Regions from separate parts of the Sus scrofa genome. Here regions 1 and 2 are each linked to region 3. A link is a contact called in public Hi-C and HiChIP or PLAC-seq data. All regions are on one chromosome and are shown on one strand. The core of a region is the stretch at or near the end of the contact, and the rest is flanking DNA. Distances in the headings are between cores, read along the strand shown. Region 1 holds the start of CMTM8 (CKLF-like MARVEL transmembrane domain-containing protein 8). Region 2 has its middle 48 kb from the start of CMTM8. Region 3 holds the start of CMTM7 (CKLF like MARVEL transmembrane domain containing 7).

Region 1 (2,709 bases), core at 11-2,510, 130 kb after region 3:
CACCTGTTTCGGGGGGCCAGCACAGGGTGGAGACAATAAACAGTTGCCACTACCCAGGTTCTTTCTCAGATACCAAGGGACCTAAGGGACGATCTCTCAGCCTTTATGTCCTCCTATGGAGAGGAGAAGGCACATGCCCAATCTCCTCCCCCAGAACGTGCTGGGCCTTAAACCAGGATGAGCATAGTACCAGACAGGAGACCCTCTGGTCCTCAAAGAGCACCGGACAGAAGACCCTCATATTGTATTTGGTAAACGTTTCCTGATTCACTGCAATTTTACTACTACGAAGATAATTAGGAAAAAGAAGTTTTCTCCTAATCTTGGGGAGGCTCTGCTTTTAGGGAAAAAGCCACACACGTGGAGATCAGATCAGGTAAGGGAGGCACCAGGTGTCCCTGACACTCCTTAACACAAACTCAAGGCCCACGAAGCATTCTGCTCCCAGGATACGCCGCGACCACGGAGAGGGTCCAGCAAGTTGGGTTGCCGCCCCCAAAAGACAGCCCGAGGGTCACAATCCTCTCCCCCAACAGATCCCGAGGTGATGAGACCTCGTTCAGAGAGCGGGGTCTCTGAGTTCTGCATCTTGGGATAAAGGCGAGGTTGAGAAAAAAGGGTTCCTTCGAAGCCCCCCCTCCCCGGAAATGTGAACAAACTCCCCGGCTAGGAGCACGGCGTCCGGTCCACCTGCGCCCCCGGCCCCGGCCGCCCGCCCGCAGGCACTCACGATCTCCGCCACGATGAGGAGTCCGGGCAGGGTGCGGAGGAACTCGCGGTCGTACGCGAAGCTGCTGCTGGTGGTGGAGAAGTTCTCCGCGAAGGAACTGGCGGTAGTGGTGACAGTGTGCGAGCGAGCGCGCTGCGGCTCCTCCATCGTCACGCCGGAGCCGGGCCCGCCCCGCCTAGGGGACCCTCGGCGCGTCCGGGCGGGACGCGCGGCCCTGAGCCCGCGGACACCGGCGCGGGGGGAGGGGAGCGCGGCGGCGCAGGGACTAAGACGGGCGGAGGGCTCCCGCCAGGGCCCGTCCGGCCGCGGCGCGCGTCCAGCGAGTGCACAGCGCGCCCAGCTCCTCGGCGCGTGGGCTTTCGGGCTGCGCAGGGTCCTCGGAGAAGGAGACCCGGAGAGATGAGGCCGCGGGTGGCCAAGGGAGGCGGCGCAGGCCGGGCGGAGGGGAGGGGGCGTGGAGAGGGGCGGGCAAGCGGCGGGCGGGGAGGGACCGCCCCGCGGAGGCGCCTCGGGCTGGCGGCCGCTTCACCTGTTGCGGGGGCCAAGCGGCCGGGAACGCCCGGAGGCGGTGCCAGGGGAAGGAGGGCGGGGGTCGCGGCCGCGGACTGCACCCCTCCTGGAGCCGGCTCAGCCTGGCCCCGCCTCCCCGGGTGGGGCGCCGAAGACCTGTCTCTTTCCACCTGGCCATTGCCGGCCGGGGCTCTGGGGGGCCTCTGGGAAGAGCGAAGCCAACTGGCTCCGGGAATGAGGAGGGTGGGGTGGAGCGGCGACTCCAAGGGGAAGAATGAGCGGCTGGAGTTACGACCCGGCCGGACCTTAGACTCCAGATCGATGCGAGGCCGCTGGGACGCCCGGCCTGAGCTTCTCCCCCTCCCGGTGCGGCTGCGGCCGAAGCCTGGCGTGATTTCCTGCCCCTCCTGCCGGGAACAATTTGAGGAACCAACTTCATCGCTGGGCCAGGAAGGAGCTCGCAGAGGCTCGATCGCGGGATCCATGGAGCCTTGGGGCCAGGGATGGAAGCGGGAAGATATTTGAGGTCCCTGGTCATGACCAACCAGTGTCCCATTACACGCGGAACGAAATGTTGGAGAAAAGCTTGAAAGGTGTGGTTCGTGCAAATTGACACACGGGCCGTCCTTTCCTGGGGTGGGGGAGGGGACGAGAGCACCACACAGTGAGGCGGCATGTTAGAGGGTCGGCTCTTGCATCTCTCAGCTGTATAAACAGGAGCAAGGGGGCTCCCTCTCTGGGCCTCAGTGGTGCCATCTGTGAAATGCATCGATGGGCACCTTGCCAACAGGAGAGCAGCTTCCTGGCGCACTCTCCTGTTTTGTGAAAGGAAGGCAAGAAACATTATATTTTATTCAGAAACTCCCAGAAGGAAAGGAAATAATTACTGGTTACAAATAGAAGGTGGCTCTGGGGTCAGAGCAAAGGAATTCCTTATCTGTTCCAAGACCTTTCGAAAAAAGGTCAGAAGGGACATTTTTTTCACAGTGAGCTGAGCTGAGAAGAAAGTAAAAGCTATAATCTAATAAAACAAAACAAGGAATTCGTTTCTTTTAATCTAGGGCCCACCCAGAAGAACCTCTGGGAGTAAAAGTTAAGGCTTCAAGGAGTCCCCTGGTAGCTCATTGGTTAAGGATCTGGCATTGTCACTGCTGTAGCTCGGGTCACTGCCATGGCACGAGTTCAGTCCCTGATCCAGGGAACTTCCATATGCCTCGGGCACAGCCAAAAAATAAAAAATAAAAATTTGAGGCTTCAAAAGCATTACAAAGATGAAGATTTCGAGAAATTCCATCCATGAGCATTTTGCTAAGCATCTTGGACCAGTGGGTAAAAGAACAAAAATTAGAGCACTTCCCCCTAGAACACTGGTTTCCAAAGTGTGGTGCTTGAACCAGCAGCATCAATATCACCTAGGAACTCTGAGAAGTGCTATTTCTCAAGCCTCACCCCAGACCCATTGAATCAGA
Region 2 (2,700 bases), core at 173-2,672, 180 kb after region 3:
GGAAGCACTTAAATTACCATCCCTTCTTTTTTTTTCGATTTCTACTATTTTTTAAATTGAACTACAGTTGATTTACAATGCTGTATCAGTTTCAAGCGTACGGCAAAGTGATTCGGTTATACATATACATATTTTTACATTTTTTCAAATTCTTTTCCATTATATGTTACTATAAGATATTGAATATGGCTCCCTGTGCTCTACAGTAGGTCCTGTTGTTTATCGATTTTATATATAGCAGTGTGTATATATTAATCCCAAACTCCTAATTTATCTCTCCCCTCACTTCCCCTTTGGTTACTGTCTTTTCTAGGTCTGTGAGTTCGTTTCTGTTTTGTGAATAAGTTCATTTGTTCATTTGTGATATTTTACATTCCACATATAAGTGATATATAATATTTGTCTTTCTCTATCTGACTTCCTTTACTTTGCCTGATAATCTCTAGGCCCATCCATGTTGCTCCATACTTCATACTTCATATATATATATGTGAATATATGAAATATGAAGTATACACATACACATACTTCATATTAAGTGAAGTGTGTGTGTATAGATATATATATATCTATACACACACATATATATACCACTTCCTTTTCTTTAAGAAAAAAATAATTTATTTGATTCTGCTATCATTAAATAACAGAGCACACTGAAACTCCCTAAGTGCAATTAAGGTGGAATTATATATAATATGTATCAAGGTGGATGGGACTGAATGTGGAAGTTGGGAATGAGGGAAAGAAAGAGAGCTGGCTTAATGTGGGAGAACGGGGAGACACAGAAACAGACAGCCCGAGACACCTAGGCAGAAGGATTAGATGAAATCAATTCATGGGGCACTCTTTCATGCCTCTTCCCCACCTCTGGGCTATTGTTTCAGAAGATTCTCTCACAGGAACCAACAAAGAAGTCAGCTCTCTGAACCAACAAGAACAGAGGCTCTGCAGACACAAGTACTAAAGGAAAGGAACAATGTTCCCATCAAATCGGTGTCAGAACAACAGGTGCAGGAGCTCACAGGCTAGAGTTTGCAAAGGACATCAAACACCGCTCAGAAGCTGGAGTGAGCTATTCTAGAGGGGAAACAAGCCTTGTTGCTACACCTTTCCCTGGAAATCACCAATAAACTGGCATGTGCTCCTACCTCCGGAGGTGGGGACTTGGGTGAGGGTTACTGAATTATTTATTAGAGTCCTAATTTAAAACAATGAAACCAGTTTAAAAGATGAAAAGGGTAGGGGAGGAGAGTAAGCCAGCACTAGCTGAAAGAAAAGAACAGGCTGTTATTTACAAAGGACACACACACACACACACACACACACACACACACATACAAAGCAGGCTCAGGCCTGTAATGTGATCAGAGAGGCAGTGTACCAGCAAATTAAGCAAACGTCTCCCACAAAAATCAAAAGCAGGAGTAATTGCCCATAGCAGGCCAAGGTACTAGCCGCTGAGCAAGCGATCCTGGCTTCCAATGATACAAAACTGGCTCCATGGAAAGAGCTTTGATACGCTGGGTCAGACCAAGTCTGTCCTCTCTCAAACTGAGACTCACCTTAAAATTGCCCAAGCATGAGAATTTTTTACTGGATTAAAACCCTCCAAGGTGTCTGCCTTATGTAACAGGGGATGTCCCAGAGTTGCAATTAGGAAAGTGTCACCAACCCAAGATATTTAGTTGGAAAGTGACTGGAAAATAAAGCAGGGTTCCCTGGCCCCCGTAAGAGAGAAGCAGATCAAGTTAGCAGCTTAGCAATTCACCTCCCCCTGGAGGGAACCCAAGAAGCCACCCAACACCAGTGACTGTCCTGCCGGTTGTGCCTCCAGGAACCTCAGGGCCTTTGAATATTGCCCAGTCACCCCTTCCAATAAGTCAAAGCAGCCCAAGCTCGGAGGCGTCTGGGAATGATGTAACTGAAAGTTCAGAGGACTGAGCACACAGATCTGCGAGCTGGTAAATGGCAGGATACACGGGACGGGCGGATCTTCCCTTCCCCTCCTATTTCCTTTCACTCAGAAAAATGACCTGCGCCCCAGTGTTGGGGCGTTGCTGTGACACTATCTGAGGCAGATGTAGGGCAGGATTTTAAGGGACAAGAGATGTAGATCATTCCCAGTGAAGGGGTGCAACTTTTACCAACCTGCAAGGTGGTGCTGCTTCCCACCCCGACCCCTAGTTATTGCAGCCCTGAAACCCCAACACCACCGCAGGACAGATAACCACACACCCAGGAAGCCAGGACATGGAAGGAACTCCTCAGAGAGATGAGAAGAAAGCAGGGAAATAGATTATTATTATTATTATTTTTTGGCCACACCCATGGCATGCGGAATTTCCCAGGCCAGGGACTGAACCCAAGCCACAGCAGTGACAACCCTGAACCTTAACCCACTGAGCCATCATGGAACACCAGCAGGGAAATAGATTTGACAGCTTGTTGCTGCCACAGCTTCCTTAGCAAAGATTAGATCAGGATTGCGTTTATTTAAAAAGGGATAGATCCTGGTGTCTACCCAAGATGTTTGTTCTTACGGTATTTCATCTGTTGGCAGGAGAAGGAGAGAAGTCGTTTTGGGGTGAACACTGCTTCAAGCAGTAGCCACTGCTTGCAGAGCAAGTTTGTACGCTGGATGCCGAAAATGGACCAAGCACATCCTTGGCAGCCTGCCCTTCGCAGGGGCTTCAGCTG
Region 3 (3,091 bases), core at 230-2,729:
CCCCTCAATTTGACTGATCAGACCGCTTAGCCTAAATCAAAAAAAAAAAAAAGAAAGAAAAAAGAAAAAAAAAAAAAAGCCTTGCTCAAAACCAACACAGCTCAACATAATTTTTTTTGTTAATAGCTAAAATGCCCCTACTTTCTAATTTTTGGTCCACTTCAATGCTCTTCGAGAAAAGGGAACTCAATCCCCCTTCCTTTCAGGTCTGGCCAAGCAGAAAACCAGAGCCCTCTGTACACACTCAGCATCCAGAGCAACAGCGCTGTGGATACTTGGACAGACCTCATCCCGCGCCCATCCCTGGGGCTGATGCAGCTGCCCTGGCCCTGGCTCTGGCTCTGTGACCGGGTGGCTAACCCACATCCCTTCCTTCACACCCCCTTTCAAAATTACCACTTCCCCGTCCACCATTCCGGCTGCAAACAGTACAATGAGTGGAGTCACAGAACAGCCCAGCTCAGTTTCAAAACATATCCAACAAACGGGAAAGGTGTTTTCCTTAAGATTTAAATATTTTAAGGAAGAAAAAAAAAAAACGGGAAGGGAGAAAACAGTGCGGAACAAGGGCTCAGGCCGGGAAGGTCTGCCCTGGTGGAGGTTCCTGCAGCTCTGGTCGCACTCGGCGCCTGGGCTTTCGTCCTGCCCGTCTCCAAAATGACCCCCAGTCTGGCGACCCCGGCTCCCCAAAATCGACGTTCCCCAGTGACCGCTGCCGTCCAACGGCCGCGAGACCCCCTTTGAAGCTTGACGGCTGCCGCACGGATGCTTTCTCTCCCCGCCCCGCTCCGCTCCGGGAAGCCAGGCCTTCGGACTCCGCGCTCGGAGGAGGAAGCCCCGCGGCGCGCGGCTCCAGAAAAGAGGCGGCCGCGGCCGAGAAGAGGTCGGGTTCCGCGGCCTGAGTGCCGCTGCCCGGGCACTCTCCCCTCCCGGCTCGGGTCCGAAGCTGCGCGGCCCGAGAAAAGGAAGGAAGACGCACAGGAACTTTGGCGGCGGCTTCGGTCACGAGCGGGCAGGCCCCTCAGAACTGCTGGAAACACTTGGGACCCCGGAGCGGGGGCTGCTGGAGCAGACCGAGTGGGGCGGAGTTCCAGCGCGGGAGCTGCACGCTCAACTCGCCCGAGGAAGCCCCCTCCGACTTGACTTGGGCGGTACGCTCTCCGCCGGGGGGGCGGGATGCTCCGGCGGCGGGCGCGATCCCTCCCCGGACTCTGCCCTCCAGGTCTCCCCGTGTGACCCCCGGCCCGCTCCCGAGCCTCTCTCACCATCTGCGCCACTTTCAGCAGCGCCGCGTGGGTGCGGGGGTAGAAGGGGTCCAGCAGCCCTTCCGACGAGCCCGCGCCCGGCTGCCCCGCGCCAGCACCGGGTCCCGAGGAGCTGCCGCTGCTGCACGTGGTGCGAACGAGCCCAGCTCCGTGCGACATTTCGCAGCCCCTGCCCGCCCGCCGCCTCCTCCGGCCGGGGCCGAAGGCCAGCTGCGAAGGGGCGGAGTGGGGCCGCGGGGCGGGGCGGGGCCGCGGGGCGGGACCCTAGCGTCCGGGAGAGGCGCTAGCGCCCCGGGCCCGCGCGGGGACGCTCACCCAGCCTCGGCGGGACCTGGCCGGGGAGGGCCCGGTTCGCGATCTCCGGAAAGGTGGCTGCACCCCCTAGCCCTCGGGGAGGCGCGGAAGTCGGGCTGGAGGGAGGAGGGAAACCAACGCCCTGGGCCGTGGCCTTTCCGAGGTGGGCGAGGCCCGGGCACAGCTGGGTTTGGGCCTCCTGGGATTTGGTGTGGGCGCGCCTGCGAATGTGTGCTAAGAGCGCTTGATTGAAGTGTAACTCGCATACACTGAAATGCCCAAACCCTCCGTGTTCAGCTCCGTTAATTGTTCTGTATGTGTACGTACACCTGTGTAACCCCCCCGCCCCAGCAACCAATAGAACATGCCAATACTTGTGCTTTCCCCCTTGTGTCACTACAGATTCGTGTCCTCTCTTCTCAGACTTGATATACTTTAAATAATACAGCAATATTCTCATTTGTGTCTGGCTTCTTTCACTCAGTACAACACATTGAGATGAATTCTGTGTGCCCAATAAAACTGTGGTGAATATTCTGGTGAGATTTTTTGGTGGACATAAACAAGCTCTCAATTCTTTGGATAAATACCTATGAGTGGGTTTGCTGAGTCACATGGAGAGCATAGGTTTACCTCTAATAGGAGCGGCCAGTTATCCAAGCCATGTTGCCCTCCTTTGGGGTTACTTTCATTTTATTTTTTGTCTTTTTAGGGCTGCATCCGTGGCATATCAAGTTCCCAGGCTAGAGGTTTAATTGGAGCTGTTGCTGCTGGCCTACACCACAGCTCATGGCAACACTGGATCCTTAAACCACTGGGCGAGACCAGGGATCAAACTGGCATCCTCATGGACACTAGGTGTGGTTCTTAATCCGCTGAGCCATAGCAGGAACTCCCTGGGTTACTTTTAAATTGAAGACAGGTGCAAACAGGACTACTGAAGTGAGATGTTATCGGTGTTCTCTTTGAGCAGAGTGTCCCTGTGGCCAATCTTGTTATTTCTCAAAAAAACTTGGAGATAATGCAAAAATCTCTCTCTAAGAGATCACTGGATGCCAGGGCTGTGCTGTCGTCAGGAGACTGTCTTGATGATTCTAGAAAGTGGAGATACTCATGCAATCTCTGCTTTGATAAGTTTCCCAGGTGATTCTGATAAAATCTCAAGTTTGAGCACCAGTCATTGCCAAAGTTGAGGCAGTTGGGGTTTCACTACACTATTTTCTCCACTTTTGTGTACATTTGAAAATTTCCAGAAGTTCCCATCTTGGCACAGCAGAAATGAATCCGACTAGGAACCATGAGGTTTCAGGTTCCATCCCTGGCCTCGCTCAGTGGGTTAAGGATCCAGTGTTGCCGTAAGCTGTGGTGTAGGCTGGCACCTGCAGCTCCAATTTGACCCCTAGCCTGGGAGCCTCCATATGCCATGGGTGTGGCCCTAAAAAAAAAGAAAGAAAGAAAGGAAGAAAATTTCTTTGATCAAAAAAATAAAAAATGCTCCCAGTATCTGTGTTCTCTTTAGACAGCAGTCACAG

The links. Hi-C and Micro-C count contacts between places; a contact is called where the count stands out from the background. HiChIP or PLAC-seq counts read pairs in DNA pulled down with a chosen protein or histone mark.
Region 1: an H3K27ac HiChIP or PLAC-seq map of skeletal muscle shows a contact between it and region 3. The contact joins the promoter of CMTM8 here to the promoter of CMTM7 in region 3. A contact is called at or near these places in 3 of 47 Hi-C or Micro-C datasets (fetal heart ventricle, heart right ventricle and liver) and 1 of 2 datasets of contacts at active chromatin or transcription factors (skeletal muscle).
Region 2: a Hi-C map of liver shows a contact between it and region 3, with 2.8 times the contacts expected there. The contact joins the enhancer-like site here to the promoter of CMTM7 in region 3. A contact is called at or near these places in 1 of 5 promoter capture datasets (liver), 14 of 47 Hi-C or Micro-C datasets (embryonic fibroblasts, epiblast stem cells, fetal liver and 7 more) and 1 of 2 datasets of contacts at active chromatin or transcription factors (skeletal muscle).

What each region holds. Positions count from the first base shown.
Region 1 is chr13:18,241,930-18,244,638 of Sscrofa11.1, reverse strand. It overlaps CMTM8 (CKLF-like MARVEL transmembrane domain-containing protein 8), which reads right to left and starts at 1,260. Exons shown (of 4, transcript XM_021071501.1): 1 at 731-1,260. The coding sequence starts at 877.
Region 2 is chr13:18,193,638-18,196,337 of Sscrofa11.1, reverse strand. No RefSeq gene overlaps it. Among named protein-coding and RNA genes, the nearest start is that of CMTM8, 48 kb to the left of the region's middle. Within about 2 kb of position 1,422, at least 9 of the 83 cell types and tissues checked have an H3K27ac peak or open chromatin away from gene starts, as enhancers often do. A contact at or near this core is called in liver, where this site is marked.
Region 3 is chr13:18,370,559-18,373,649 of Sscrofa11.1, reverse strand. It overlaps CMTM7 (CKLF like MARVEL transmembrane domain containing 7), which reads right to left and starts at 1,479. Exons shown (of 5, transcript NM_001243922.1): 1 at 1,266-1,479. The coding sequence starts at 1,424.